Regions from separate parts of the Mus musculus genome. Here regions 1, 3 and 4 are each linked to region 2. A link is a contact called in public Hi-C and promoter capture Hi-C data. All regions are on one chromosome and are shown on one strand. The core of a region is the stretch at or near the end of the contact, and the rest is flanking DNA. Distances in the headings are between cores, read along the strand shown. Region 1 holds the start of Sec23b (SEC23 homolog B, COPII coat complex component). Region 2 holds the start of Gzf1 (GDNF-inducible zinc finger protein 1). Region 3 holds the start of Tm9sf4 (transmembrane 9 superfamily protein member 4). Region 4 holds the start of Dzank1 (double zinc ribbon and ankyrin repeat domains 1).

Region 1 (2,876 bases), core at 191-2,690, 4.1 Mb before region 2:
CCAAGTAAGGACATTCAATCTTGTATATTTTGAACATGCAATTAAAAAAAAATCCTCTCTACAGAAATTACTAGTGTAGAAATAATCCAGGTCCAAAAATTGAAAGGGAAATATTTGACAAATAAAATCATATTAGTGTTTGTTATTTAAAAAGCGACTTCTTTTTTTCAGCGTTAGATATAACGAACATGTATATTTTATTTTACATTTTACCTTAGGAAGAGATAACTGCATTTCCCAAACATAATTTAAGGTTTTAAACATGCCATCATTAACATTGTTATGTTTATGATGATGAGAAAATGTAAATTTATTTTAAAGATTGTAATGCAAACAGTAATATTTTATAGTACCACCTATTTAAACTTAAGTCCCTATGATTTATAGACGTCAAAAAGTTTGATTTAGCCGGGTGTGATGGCGTGTGCTTTTAAATTGAGGAGGCATAGGAAGATAGAAGAAAGCAGGGCTTCCTGAGTTCCAGGCCAGCCAAACCTACAGCTAGGCTCTGTCTTAAAGAAAAGTTTGCATTAGTAGGAAACTGGGTTATTTAATGGGTACTCTTTGAATAACATGTCTTAGCATAACTGTAAGATTTTAGTTGGCGGGATGAAGGGTTGGTTGAGTGGCTATGTGTATACTGCTGGAGTTCAGTTCCTAGCACCCGTGTTAGAGGATACACAATAGATTCTTCTGGCCGCTGCAGGCACTACACACTCGCTGAATTTGCTGCTATTTATTTATTTATTTATTTTTGCCACTTGTAAGAAAGTGTAAAAATGACTGCGGCGGTCACAGAAAAAGCTGTGTTACCCATCAAAACGGACTCTGATAGTTTCCTTAAGTGTCTGAATAAGACCATCCCCAATTACTCACTTCCTTGCTGGGGAATGGCAGGAGGATGTTCACCAGAAACAGTTTTTATTGAGCACAGAAACCACAGCAGCAACGAGAAGGGAAAGTTTTGTACCGCGAAGAGAGGACCCGCACCCGCACTTGCTGAGCTCAAAAAGATCACCAACTAGCGGCCGAGACTCTCTGTCCCCTCCTAGCCCCTTCCCGCAGGCTGAGGGCCTCTCCGGACAACTCCGGGCTACGCGTCCCTCTTCTCGCTTCCCGGTAGCTAGGCGATGAGAGGGACTTCCCCCTGAGGCAAACAGACGTCATGTTGTGTCAGGGCGGTCCCCTGAGGAGTGCTGGATGCATTTGGATGACGGTTCCGCAGGCGCCGAGGTTCTGTGAAGGAGAAAAATTTCAGGATATATTCAAGAAAGTATGTATCCTGAGGAATTCTACATTCTAAAGTTTGTTGGGTGAGAAACCACAGCCTTGCCCTATTCAAAGATGGAGGCGCAGCTTTTCTGACTGTTTCACTTTCTCGGGTCAGCCAGAGAAGCGCTCTCTGATTGGCTAGAGCATGGCGCCGCGAAATGACGTTTCGGAGCGGTGACCAATCGACTGTGAGCTGAGGTGGACTTGGCGGTGGAAGCCGGAGTTGAGCTCTGGTGTCCGTGGGGCGCGGAAGGTTCAGTCCCGGTGAGTGGCTCCGGACAGGTGAGCGGCTGGCTCTGCAATGGTGAAGGGGCGCATAGGAGGAGGGCCGAAGCCAGACAGGCCGAGGCAAGGTGGGCTTGCTTATGGGAAGAATCAGAGAGAGTTGATGACCCAGAAGCCGGCTCAGAGTGACTCGTCCGCGCCGTGCCTGAGAGCCGACGGCCGGTTTCTGACTCCTTAGCCCTCGGAATTGGGGTGTTGGTGGTGGTGACTCGAACATCCGGAAGGACCGAATCCCCATGAAAACCTTGAGTTTTGCTTTGTGATAAGTGAAACCAGAAACCAGATCTTCAGTACAGGATTAGGTATTTAACTGTGTCTACAGATGGTTACTAAGTCCTGGAAAGTTATGTCCTGGAGAGCTTAGAGGGGCTAAGATATTTTATTGGATGCCTTTCTTTTATCCACTCACTCATTCATTCATTCTCTCTTCATTCACTCAGTCATTCATCCATTCGGCTATTTACCTCTTCAGATACCCTTACTCGTTGAGAGTTTGATAGGAGCATTTTTCTCAGCACATAGAATTTAATAAAAATACATAGAACGTCAGAGGATTCATGAATTCACTGAAAGCCTCTGTGGATTACGTGTTTAGGATTAAGAAGCTGGTTTAGAATAAATCGAGGAAAGGAGGCAGTGGGAAATAGGAGCAGGTGTTAATATGTTGATACTCGGGGACTTATACATTTACGTAAAGAACTTTATAGAGGGGTTACCATTATTTAATGGGGTTTGCTGAAGTAACTGCTGGAAATGGCGATGTTAGAATGTGCTGTGACTTATTTACTACCCCCCACCCCCACCCCCGCTCCCAGGCGCCTAAGTGCTTTCTGTGTAGTTAGGGTTTTATCTTCTTGTATTTGCCAGAACTAACAAGTAGATGTGTTAAGAGTTTCAGTTGGAACAGACATTTGGGACTTTGTTGTATAGAGTCTGTATGGTAGAATAATTAATTTGCTTTTCTGGGTATGTAAAATTGTCCTCACCCAAATTATTTGCAGGATATATCTATATATCTATATCTATCCCTATGTAACCCAGGAGGCTTTGTACTCTCTTGATTCTGCCTCAGCCTCCCAAATATGGAAATTACAAGAATATGCTTCCATTCTCATTTCACAGGTTTAGTCGTCGTCTTCTTCTTCTTCTTCTTCTTCTTCTTCTTCTTCTTCTTCTTCTTCTTCTTCTTCAGTTCAGTTTTCTGGCTTTCCTTTTTTTAACAGTCTACTTGCTTAAACATGTCATTTGCATGTGTGTGCACCTGTCAAGCCACTCATAGGCAACTTTTGTGATCTTAGGTCTTTCCTTCCATCTTTTTG
Region 2 (3,083 bases), core at 371-2,870:
GGCAGAGATTTCCGGGGTCAGGATTTCTGGGATTTCAAATCCTGAGCTTGGGGAGCTCAGCGATTGGTGAGTTTTCCTGCTCAGGGATTGGTGGCTTTTCCCCCACACCCCTTTTGTTCACTTGGCCCATGGATCTGGATGGGAAAACTATCCATGCCTCAGGCGGCTTTGGCTGAGGTGACATCTCCCAGAAGCCAGTAGTGGGAGACAGAAGAGGAGGTGCGGTTGTCAGGGCAACTCCTAATTGCCCCCCACCCCCACCCCACCCCCCTGCTTAGGAACGACAATATATACCTTTCCACCAGTCCAACTAAATGCACTCAACTTTCATCCCACAGAAATGTCGGGGCCCCTTGCTGGTCCAATAAAGCAGTCTCAGCCTGTTGAGCTAGAGTTTAAATACTTCTGTCTCATTTTTCGTACACATAGATTTCCCTTTTGAATATGCTCAGTTTATTCACACAAACACTCCCTATAATACCATGCTATTATAAAGATTAAGGGACTCCCAGCTCAGGGTTGGTTCATCAGCATATCGAAGCCTGCTTGGCTCATAGGAGCTGCCATGTGGTTGGCTCCATAACACATCTTGAAAACATTACATTATTTCAAATCACACAAAATGGTTTTACTTATATTCCAAACTGGGTTGTAAATCGAGATTTCATTCTTCTGTGTAGCAAAACAGTTTATGGCTTATCACACACACACACACACACACACACACACACACACGTGTATTCCAAGATATAATCATCAATATCTATTGAAGTCATAGTTTAAACTAACTTCACCTTGTAAGAACTTTTATTTCAGGTAATTGGCTTAATTCAGTGGCTAGATCGCCTCTTTGCAGCAGGAGCTAGTTAAAAGAACAAGGCATTTGGGAAGTTGAAGGAGCTATCAATCTCGTGGGCATTTCTACTTGAAATAGCCGGCTTCCACCCTAGAGAAAGACACGGTCTGTATTAAGACAGAGGCCAGTTAGTTTTCTAGAGGATTAGATATATTTTAAAGGGAGGAAAAAGCACTGTTTCGCTAAACTAAATGTTCAACGAAAGAAGTGACCAGAGACATTCTATTCTCAGCAAGAAGAGGTCTAGCTGGCTGGTGGCAGTAGGGAGGCGACTTCGTAAAGCTTTAGCAGTAGGTGGAAGCATGATCAACATTTACCGGGAACTGGAAGTGTCAGGCAGGATTTTCTAATGACCAGGTTTTAATTAAGATCATGAGTGGGATTTAAAGCGGAATGATTCAAGAAATACAAAGCTGCGCCAGCCTTCCCATCCCACCCCGGCCGTGCCCTACGCCAAGACTTGACCCACCGAGGCACCCCGGAAGGCTAGAAAAATCCTGCTTCCAGCAACCTGCTGACCAATGCCTAGCTGCGCAGCTGGAGCTTGTCCCAACTTTGTCAAATAGCTCTGCCCCCAACCACTGCGGTGTTCTGCGCAGGCGCGGCCTTGGATAGACGCTGGTGGTAAATCCGGGATCTGCTAGCTAGGGGCCCTGCTCAAACTCACGTAAGATCACGTAACCAACGGCCGGAACCGCCTTTGCAGCTGGAGGTGCGCGCGCAGCGCCTTCCTAGCCTACGGGGGGCGGAGCCCACTAGGGGGCGGGGCGCGCTCGTGGCGACCAATCCGCGGACCCTGCGGTCCGCTGTCCCTGCTGGCCTGGGCCAGGGTACGGGTCCGTGGAGGCACTGGCTAAGAGGTGAGCGTGCTGCCGACTGGTTCGTCTTCTAGGCTGTCCTCTGTCTTCTGTCCCTTGGAGCGGCGGGCTGTGGGGGATGTAGGCACAGGACGGGGAGTACGGGGGTGCGGCGGGACAGGCCGAAATGACCACGCAGGCTGGACTCTGGAGGCCGGAGGAAGGGCTGGACCTTGCCGCCAGAGTTCATTCTCCCTGCGGCTTTGGAAGATCATCGGTGGTCCGGGACTCGGGGTAGCCAAGGTGGGGTCAGAGGTGGTGCAGTCAGAGAGGCCACCGACACCGACCTTTATTCCCTGCCTGAGAGCCAGGATCCCTCTAGGGTGGGCAGGCTGCGGAGAACAGCGTCTCCTGGAGGCCTGGCCTGGGAGTCCCGACCCCGGGACTACTAGGCGACCTTGGTGAGGAGGCTAGGCCCACCCTGAGACGGCCGAATGCCAATGAGTTACAATGGAACACAGCTGTCACTAGACCTCAAATAGCCGCTCGCTATGACCGGTGTCTGCCCCCAGGGGAGGTAAACAGGGAAATCTGCTCAGGGCCTTCTTGGCTGATGGTGAAGTCGCTGCCAGATCTCCTGGAAGAACTTCGATTTCCCTTGAGGGACCAGGGCGAGGTGTTAGGAAATCAGGCTGGCCGTATGGGCATCGGGCCAAGAGGGGTCTTCAGCTTTAGTCTTCAGGCTGGGGCCGGGGATTCTGAAGAGCATTGGCCCTTGAGTACTTGCCTCTTGTCTCTCTCATACCAGTATTTCCTTTATTTAAGCTTCCTCTGTAGGTAGGTAGTGTTCCCTGTAGAGTCCCCTTTAGTCAACATGACATTCCACAGGTGCCAAATTTACAATTGCACTCTCTAGGAGTCTTTTCTGTGTTTGAGACTGGAGATTTTGGGTAGTGGTCTCTTGAATGAAATGGAGAGGCAATGGCAGATCCAGGTAGACATATGGAATCCAAGGTGATGTCTAGCGTCAGGTGAAGGAGATCTAGGAATGCTCTGGAGGGTGGAGACTTGGAGACCCATGTAAGCCTGGAAAAGGAAGTTAGATTCAGAGACAGAGGACTCTGAGAAGAGTGCACAAAGCAGAAGACAGGAAGTTGGGCTAGCATTTTGGAATCCAGGACAGGAATCTTGGGGGATATGTTAACTGCAGGGGAATAACCTTTCATTTGGTGAAGCTGGAGTTGAGGGGGTTGTTGACAAACTATAGTTGAACCAAGACGGGCATGAGGCTCCGGTTCAAGATGCCCATCAGCCAGCTAATCATACTGGCCTGTCACCCGTAAGATGAGATGTCCTTTACAGGTGTGTAGGAAGCCCACCATGAACCAGCAAAGGTCAGACAAGTTGGAAGTGTTTGCTATGTTGTGTTC
Region 3 (3,188 bases), core at 319-2,818, 4.5 Mb after region 2:
TTTAGTTAGTAGCTTGCTAGGTTTGAACTGCACAAACTTATTTCCTTTATATGTGTAACTGTCAGGTGGGGTTTCTAGAACTCTGTGAGGAATGACATAGACCTGTCTATGCAGCAGGACACCCAGCCATATTTATATCCTTGGGAGGAAGGAGAAGCTTCAAGCCTCTTACAGCCTAGACACAGAAGTGGAAGACACTTATAATTCACTCTATTTGGTCAAAGCAAGTAACTTAACCCCAGCATTCAACAAGAGAAAAAAATTCACCTTTTGACAGGAGAACCAGTATGCTCATAACATGCAAGAAGGAGAGGCTTGTTAGTAGACATTTATGCAGAAAAAAATCCACCACGGTAGTAATCAGTACTGACCACAGTGGTGGTCAGAGCTCAGCTGTTCCTTGCCAAGGTGCAGAAGAGATAACTAAAAATCTTAAGACCAGTTTTGGCACAGTACTTAAGCAATGCTGAGTTTTCTGTTTAGCCCGTGGCTCTCTTTATGGCTCAGGATGGTCTTGAACTCACCATGCCTTCCTTCCTCAGCATCCTGAGCGCAAAAATTACCAGTGTGAGCCACTGAACACGGATAATGATAAAGATGATAGTAACGATGATGACTGAGGCAAGGTCTCACATGTCCCAGGATAACCATGAACTCTTCTTGCTGGACCTTCTGAGTTTGGGGATTACAAGTCCCAGTGCTAAAGATTAGGCAGGCTATCTGCTAAATTAACTATATCCTCAGAACTCATTACTACTCTCTTAACAGCTTTTTGGATCCATCTAAGAAGACCGCACTGGCTCTTTGTACACTTTACAGTGGTATATATGAACCAAACAGTCTTTCTCCATTATGATCCTTTGAGTCCTCCCCAGACCCTTTTAAGTCAATACTGGAAAGTTAAGTTTAAGATGGTTAAGTGACTTGCTTCAAGTCATACATTAAGCCAGTTAGAATGGAGAAGTCCACATTGAAAAATGTCTCCTTTCACTAAGTGTTCTGCTTTTCATTCACTCATTTAACAAAGCATATTGTTTGGGACACCTACCATATGTGTGAAGGAATGTACATACGTTATATAATGACAATTATTTATTGAATACTTTATATGATTGTGTCAGTGGATACTTAACATAAGCCAATTATAAAAATAATCTAGAGCTGGGCGTGGTGGCGCACGCCTTTAATCCCAGCACTCGGGAGGCAGAGGCAGGCGGATTTCTGAGTTCGAGGCCAGCCTGTCTCGGAAAACCAAAAAAAAAAAAAAAAAAAAAAAATCTAGAAATCTCTGCCCCATTTCACTGACGACAAAAACGCAGTGTAAGGGAAAGACAGAGTCCTACCTTCATAGTTATTACGGCCGATTAGTAAGACTATATTATAGTCAAATAAATATTTAAACATATAATTACAAATTACTCTAAATCAGAAGCTGTCAGAGAGGGTTTACCATGCTTTCCGTTTCACAATTAAGGTCCCGGGTAACCCTGGCAACGACTCTTTCTGCCAATACTAAAGAAAGCATCCAGGGAGCGCGCCTATTTCCACACACCCCCATTACCCACAATGCAAAAGGAGTAGGCGGAGGAGCGGGTCTGCCAGAAGTCAATATGGCTCCAATAGTTACACCGTACGTTCTCTTCACCTAGTCAGAGACCTCACTGCCAAGGCCAATCTGCCAAGGAGAAATTAAGCTTCTTTTACCTCCTCACTACTGCGACTACAGAAGAATCTGAAGCCAGGAGTCCCCTTAGTGGAGCTACACTCCGTAACCACAGAAGCACCACTTCCGCTGACGTCATCACGCCGACACGTGGATCCAAGATGGCGGCGGCGATGGTGAGTGAAGGAGACTCCGGGAACCGGAGCTGGAGCAGGGCCCCCCTGGATAGCCCAGGACCTTCCAGCGCCCCATGCCTGGTTCCCAGCCTCCTCCAGAACCCCTGCTCGGGTTACCCTTGACTGGGTCGGCCTCTACAAAGTCCCTTTCTCTAGCCTTGGCATGGCATCTAGGCTTGTCAGGGCCTGGAGTTTTAGGGGAGGTGCCGCTTGGAAGGAAGACTTCGGCTCATGCCTTCACGGTTCTCATTTCAGCTTTCGTTCCCGCCCCTTGTCACCCCTATTTCCCATTTCTTCCCCTCCAGGCTTTGTCTCCTCCCGAGAGGCCCCCGTTATTTCTGCCTTCGCTCCTCCTCCTCACGTTCATACCCAGCTCTCCACATACCCATCAGCCTAACCAGTCTGCGGGTGCCACCTTGCTCGCACCAGCCCGAGCCTTGTCCTTACCTGCACCCTCAGCGGTTCCCATAGCGCATCCCGCTTGATTGCTGCTGTACCAGGGCATCCCATGCCCATCATCCCATCCCCAGGCCCTGCCCTTCTCCTGCCTTTTCTGTCAAAATCTGTCTCTCCTAAAGTGCTTTTATCCGATTGGTTCTTAAACCCCACTGTGCACGGGGATCTTGGGTTGTTGGTGGGGAGGCATGTTTAAATAGTTTCCTGAGCATCACTCCCAAAGATTGCAATACCTTAGGCCATGCTCAGGAATCTATAGTCTCACAAACAGTCCTGTGTTTATAATGGAGGTGGTCCCTGGGTTACCGTTTAAAAACACCTCTGGCCCTGCCTGTCTGTATCCCCCTCCCACTCCACACAGCTCCTTACAGATAAAGGGTCACTATCATGAAGCTGACTAGAATTAAGTCTCTTTGTGGATGAGAGTGGAGGTAATATACCTGTGCCTGAAGGATGAGTCACTAGCTGACTTCTGTTTATCAACCACAGAATTAAGTTTTTGAAGGTCAGATTTTCTAAGAGAAGTTCACCTCAAATTCTGTTTGCCAAGAAATGAGAACAAAAGTCGAAAGTGAATTTTCCTGGGTGGTCTTGTACATTGCTGCCTCAGAAGATAAAATTAATTCCATCGTGGTAGTGAATGACAAGAAAGACTCAGAGAAAAAGCTTGTGACATTTGACTCTACTGAAGGAAAATTCTTGCTTAAGTTATTTGATGTTGGTTTTCTCTAAACAGGGCCAGGTTAATTCATGAAAGGAGTCTGTCCTGTTAGCAGACGGCTGACTTTTTTTTTTTTTTTTTTAAATTAGGTTCCTTGTTTATAACCCCAGAAATCAGGTAAAAATGTTCAAGGTTTTGCGGATTGTAACCCCTTTTGTGGAGCACTTGCTTG
Region 4 (3,068 bases), core at 81-2,580, 4.2 Mb before region 2:
CACACACACTCACTCTCCTGACTTCAAGGCAACTCATTACATAAGGGGAGCAGGTAACTCTGCACGTAGCATGAATTACTTAGAGCCAAATCTTAAAAGAGGTTCTAACCCCCCACAGTCTCACCTTTGCAAACCACTGCAGTGTATTGTATTTTGGAAAATATACTGCAAAGACTGCAGAGCATCAGCTCTCAATAGAAAGGAAGTTGACATGGATATAAACCCACAACCATCATTTCCTATTAGCTCTGCTATTTTGTAAATAACTAGCAGGGCAGAAACCTTATGGGTCTTTTCTTTGAGGTGGGGAGGAGTCCTCTTAATCCAGTATTTGCAACTTGCACTGTAGCTTCAACGATTGTGGCTACATTATTATTCAATTATAATGTACATATTCATCTCACTTTTATAATCAACATTTTGCATCCTCATTTCGCCCCCCGCTCCCCCGAGACAGGGTTTCTCCGTGTAACAGCCCTAGCTGTTATGGAGCTCTACCTGTAGACCAAGCTGGCCTCCAACTCACAGAGATCCACCTGCTTCTGACTCCCAAGTGCTGGGATTAAAGGAATGAGACACCATGCCTGGCTTACAATTTTTCATGTAACAATTTGTTGTTCAGTGGTGAGGTCATTTTTTTTTAAATGGTAGTTGGAATTCTGATCATGTTGCTGTGAACATGTTTGCGTTTTGACATATCTTGTTCTGGAAAGCGAGATAATTAGAATTAAAAGACGAATTTAATGCCTTTTTGGATTCTTCCAGATTGAGGACCAAGAATAAAAACTACAGGTATCTGACCCTTCAGAAATGACGCTGGATGTAGAGGGATTCGCCTACCTTCACATTTCCCTTCGAGTGAGAGTCAGCTAAAATAAAGATAGCTGAAAACTAGATTCTAAATAAACACCGTTGGTTCGAGACTGAAGTGCTCACGGTTAGCTATTAGCTGCTCTTGGAAACCTGGGGTGGTCACTGGACCTCACAGGAAGGAGACAGAGATGGCTGATTCGCTAGGTCCACACCGCAGCCTGGTGTCAGTGTCATGCCACCAGCATCTCCCAACATCCTGCACCTGAACCATCTCCTCGCTGCCCAAACCAGGACCCAGACCCTGCGTCATGCCCTCGGCCTCGCGAGGCAGTCAGAGATGCCTAATTCCCTCCCAACCCAGTGAGAGATGCCCTTCTCCTCACCCTTCTCCAGCCTCAAGGACAGAGATTAAGGACCCCCGACGCAGCACCGCCGCCGCCAACCCGTTGTCAGGTTTCTCACGGTCTCACCACAGCTCCTCCGCTGCAGCTTGCGTTTCCACAGACGCTGCGAACCGCGCCCCGCCCATCGGGAGCCGAGCAGATGATTGGCAGGGAAATCGACATCCTAGCAACCAGCCCCGCCCTTGTCTCTGGCTGCAGCCTCCGTCTGGTACCCGCCTCCAGATCCTTCTGCGACACTTTCTTGTAGGTGTCCAAGAATATGCCTTCTCGGCGGCTGGAAGAGGCTGAAGGGTGCGTACTGGAGCCAGAGGCTCTTGTCCGACAAGCACTGAAATTTGAGACAACGGAAGGGAGTCGCTGTGGCGACCCTGCCGAGCAAGGCGGAGCAGGCACAGCACGGGCGCCCCAAGCCGATCCGATGAAGAAGGCCCAGCGCGACCGGATGAAGAAGGTCCCTCGCCTCTCTCTCAAGCCTCGGTCCCCGGCGCGCGCCTCCACCGGTTCCCGAGACTTCCAGCGCGCTCCGAGGGGCCACTTTTCCTCTAGTCTCGAAAACTGCCCTCATGGCGGAGGTGAAGGTCAAGGTGCAGCCGCCGGACGCGGATCCGGTGGAGATAGAAAACAGGTACTGCAATAAAGCTAGGCTCCCGACGCTAAGCGAGCAGTCAGCTGGGTAGCGGGACCCCCTTCTCTCTCAGTCCCGCGGGGAGAGGCTGGGGTAGACTGGTCGAGCACGCGGGAGCGGGGTTGCCGGGTGTCTGGGCGACCCCCCCGCCCCGATTAGGGAGAGTAGAACTCTTCAGAAGCTCTAGAGCAGCGGGACAGCTTGAAACGTTGTGGAACTGGGTTCTCCGGGATTCTATTAGAGCACTTGGAACGTGACAGCAGCCAGGGCCAGAAGAGAGACCTGCATTTTCCCTGTAGTTCTTGGACATGTGTTCGAATCCAGGATTGCCCGGTTGCCAAGGGAAGTTCTATAAGAGAACGTTGGGGCCAAATGAGGGTTCAGTTTGTGATTACAAAGGACCATTGAGCCAAGTAGGTTCAGTGAGTGCCTTAACTCCCGTAGTGCACATGTGTTTCTAGGTTATAATGTATTTAAAAGACGACTTTCTCAACATTATTATTGTGGATAATAAGTTTATTACACCTCCAAACAAATTAATCCCTCCAGTTTGTTTGGAGGGGATAATTCTCAAGACTCCAGTTATGGTGAATCACTATGCTGCCCCCCACCCCCACCCCCGAATATTCTATTTGCTTTCTGCCCACAGACCTTGGAGTCACTTTGCTGTACTTATTCCCATTGACAACATTGAGCTTTTTAGCTTGACTATCGTGTATCTTCCTTATTTGCCTTTAAAAGCAAGCAAACATAAACCATTTATACCGTTGTTCCTAGAATTATAGAATTATGCCACCAGTTCCCTCATGGAATCACAGATCAAGTAATTCAGAACGAAATGCCTCACATTGAAGCCCAGCAGCGGGCAGTGGCCATCAATAGACTGTTATCCATGGTAAGGTGAAGTCAACCAATTCATGTAATTTGTTGTATATTCTGGTTTTCATTGCTTCCTGTCATATCGTTGTGATGGCTAACCTTATGTGTCAGCTTGGCTGGGCTCTGAGATCCTAGATATCTGCCTGTTTGCTGTTTCTGGGATGTTCTAGAATGTGGTATTTGAACTGATGTGCTGACTGTAGGCAGTGAATGGGCACCATCCAATTTAGTATCAGCCTAAGCCAAAGACATGGAGGACACAGGAACTTGCCCCAGCCCACTCTGAGCCCCAGGGCCAGCCTTCTGCCTTCACCACTCTGTCCTTAGACTTTCGGATCCCATCTATA

The links. Promoter capture Hi-C pulls out the DNA fragments that hold promoters and counts their contacts. A called contact is a pair of places that touch in the nucleus more often than the background predicts.
Region 1: a promoter capture Hi-C map of pre-B cells shows a contact between it and region 2, with 4 times the contacts expected there. The contact joins the promoter of Sec23b here to the promoter of Gzf1 in region 2. A contact is called at or near these places in 3 of 39 promoter capture datasets (cranial neural crest, liver and pre-B cells).
Region 3: a promoter capture Hi-C map of liver shows a contact between it and region 2, with 3 times the contacts expected there. The contact joins the promoter of Tm9sf4 here to the promoter of Gzf1 in region 2. A contact is called at or near these places in 2 of 39 promoter capture datasets (liver and pre-B cells).
Region 4: a contact with region 2 is called in a Hi-C map of CD4 T cells, with 3 times the contacts expected there. The contact joins the promoter of Dzank1 here to the promoter of Gzf1 in region 2.

The regions. Positions count from the first base shown.
Region 1 is chr2:144,554,789-144,557,664 of GRCm38.p6, forward strand. It overlaps Sec23b (SEC23 homolog B, COPII coat complex component), which reads left to right and starts at 1,441. Exons shown (of 20, transcript NM_001252544.1): 1 at 1,441-1,536. It overlaps Gm34292 (a long non-coding RNA gene), which reads right to left and starts at 1,847. Exons shown (of 1, transcript XR_003953925.1): 1 at 1-1,847.
Region 2 is chr2:148,679,500-148,682,582 of GRCm38.p6, forward strand. Gzf1 (GDNF-inducible zinc finger protein 1) reads left to right here and starts at 1,621. Exons shown (of 6, transcript NM_028986.3): 1 at 1,621-1,716. Gm46771 (a long non-coding RNA gene) reads right to left here and starts at 1,445. Exons shown (of 2, transcript XR_001783505.2): 1 at 1,326-1,445; 2 at 779-946.
Region 3 is chr2:153,159,733-153,162,920 of GRCm38.p6, forward strand. It overlaps Tm9sf4 (transmembrane 9 superfamily protein member 4), which reads left to right and starts at 1,569. Exons shown (of 18, transcript NM_133847.3): 1 at 1,569-1,839. The coding sequence starts at 1,825.
Region 4 is chr2:144,526,084-144,529,151 of GRCm38.p6, forward strand. It overlaps Dzank1 (double zinc ribbon and ankyrin repeat domains 1), which reads right to left and starts at 1,331. Exons shown (of 21, transcript NM_172859.3): 1 at 1,197-1,331. It overlaps Polr3f (polymerase (RNA) III (DNA directed) polypeptide F), which reads left to right and starts at 1,662. Exons shown (of 9, transcript NM_029763.3): 1 at 1,662-1,842; 2 at 2,620-2,737. The coding sequence starts at 1,781.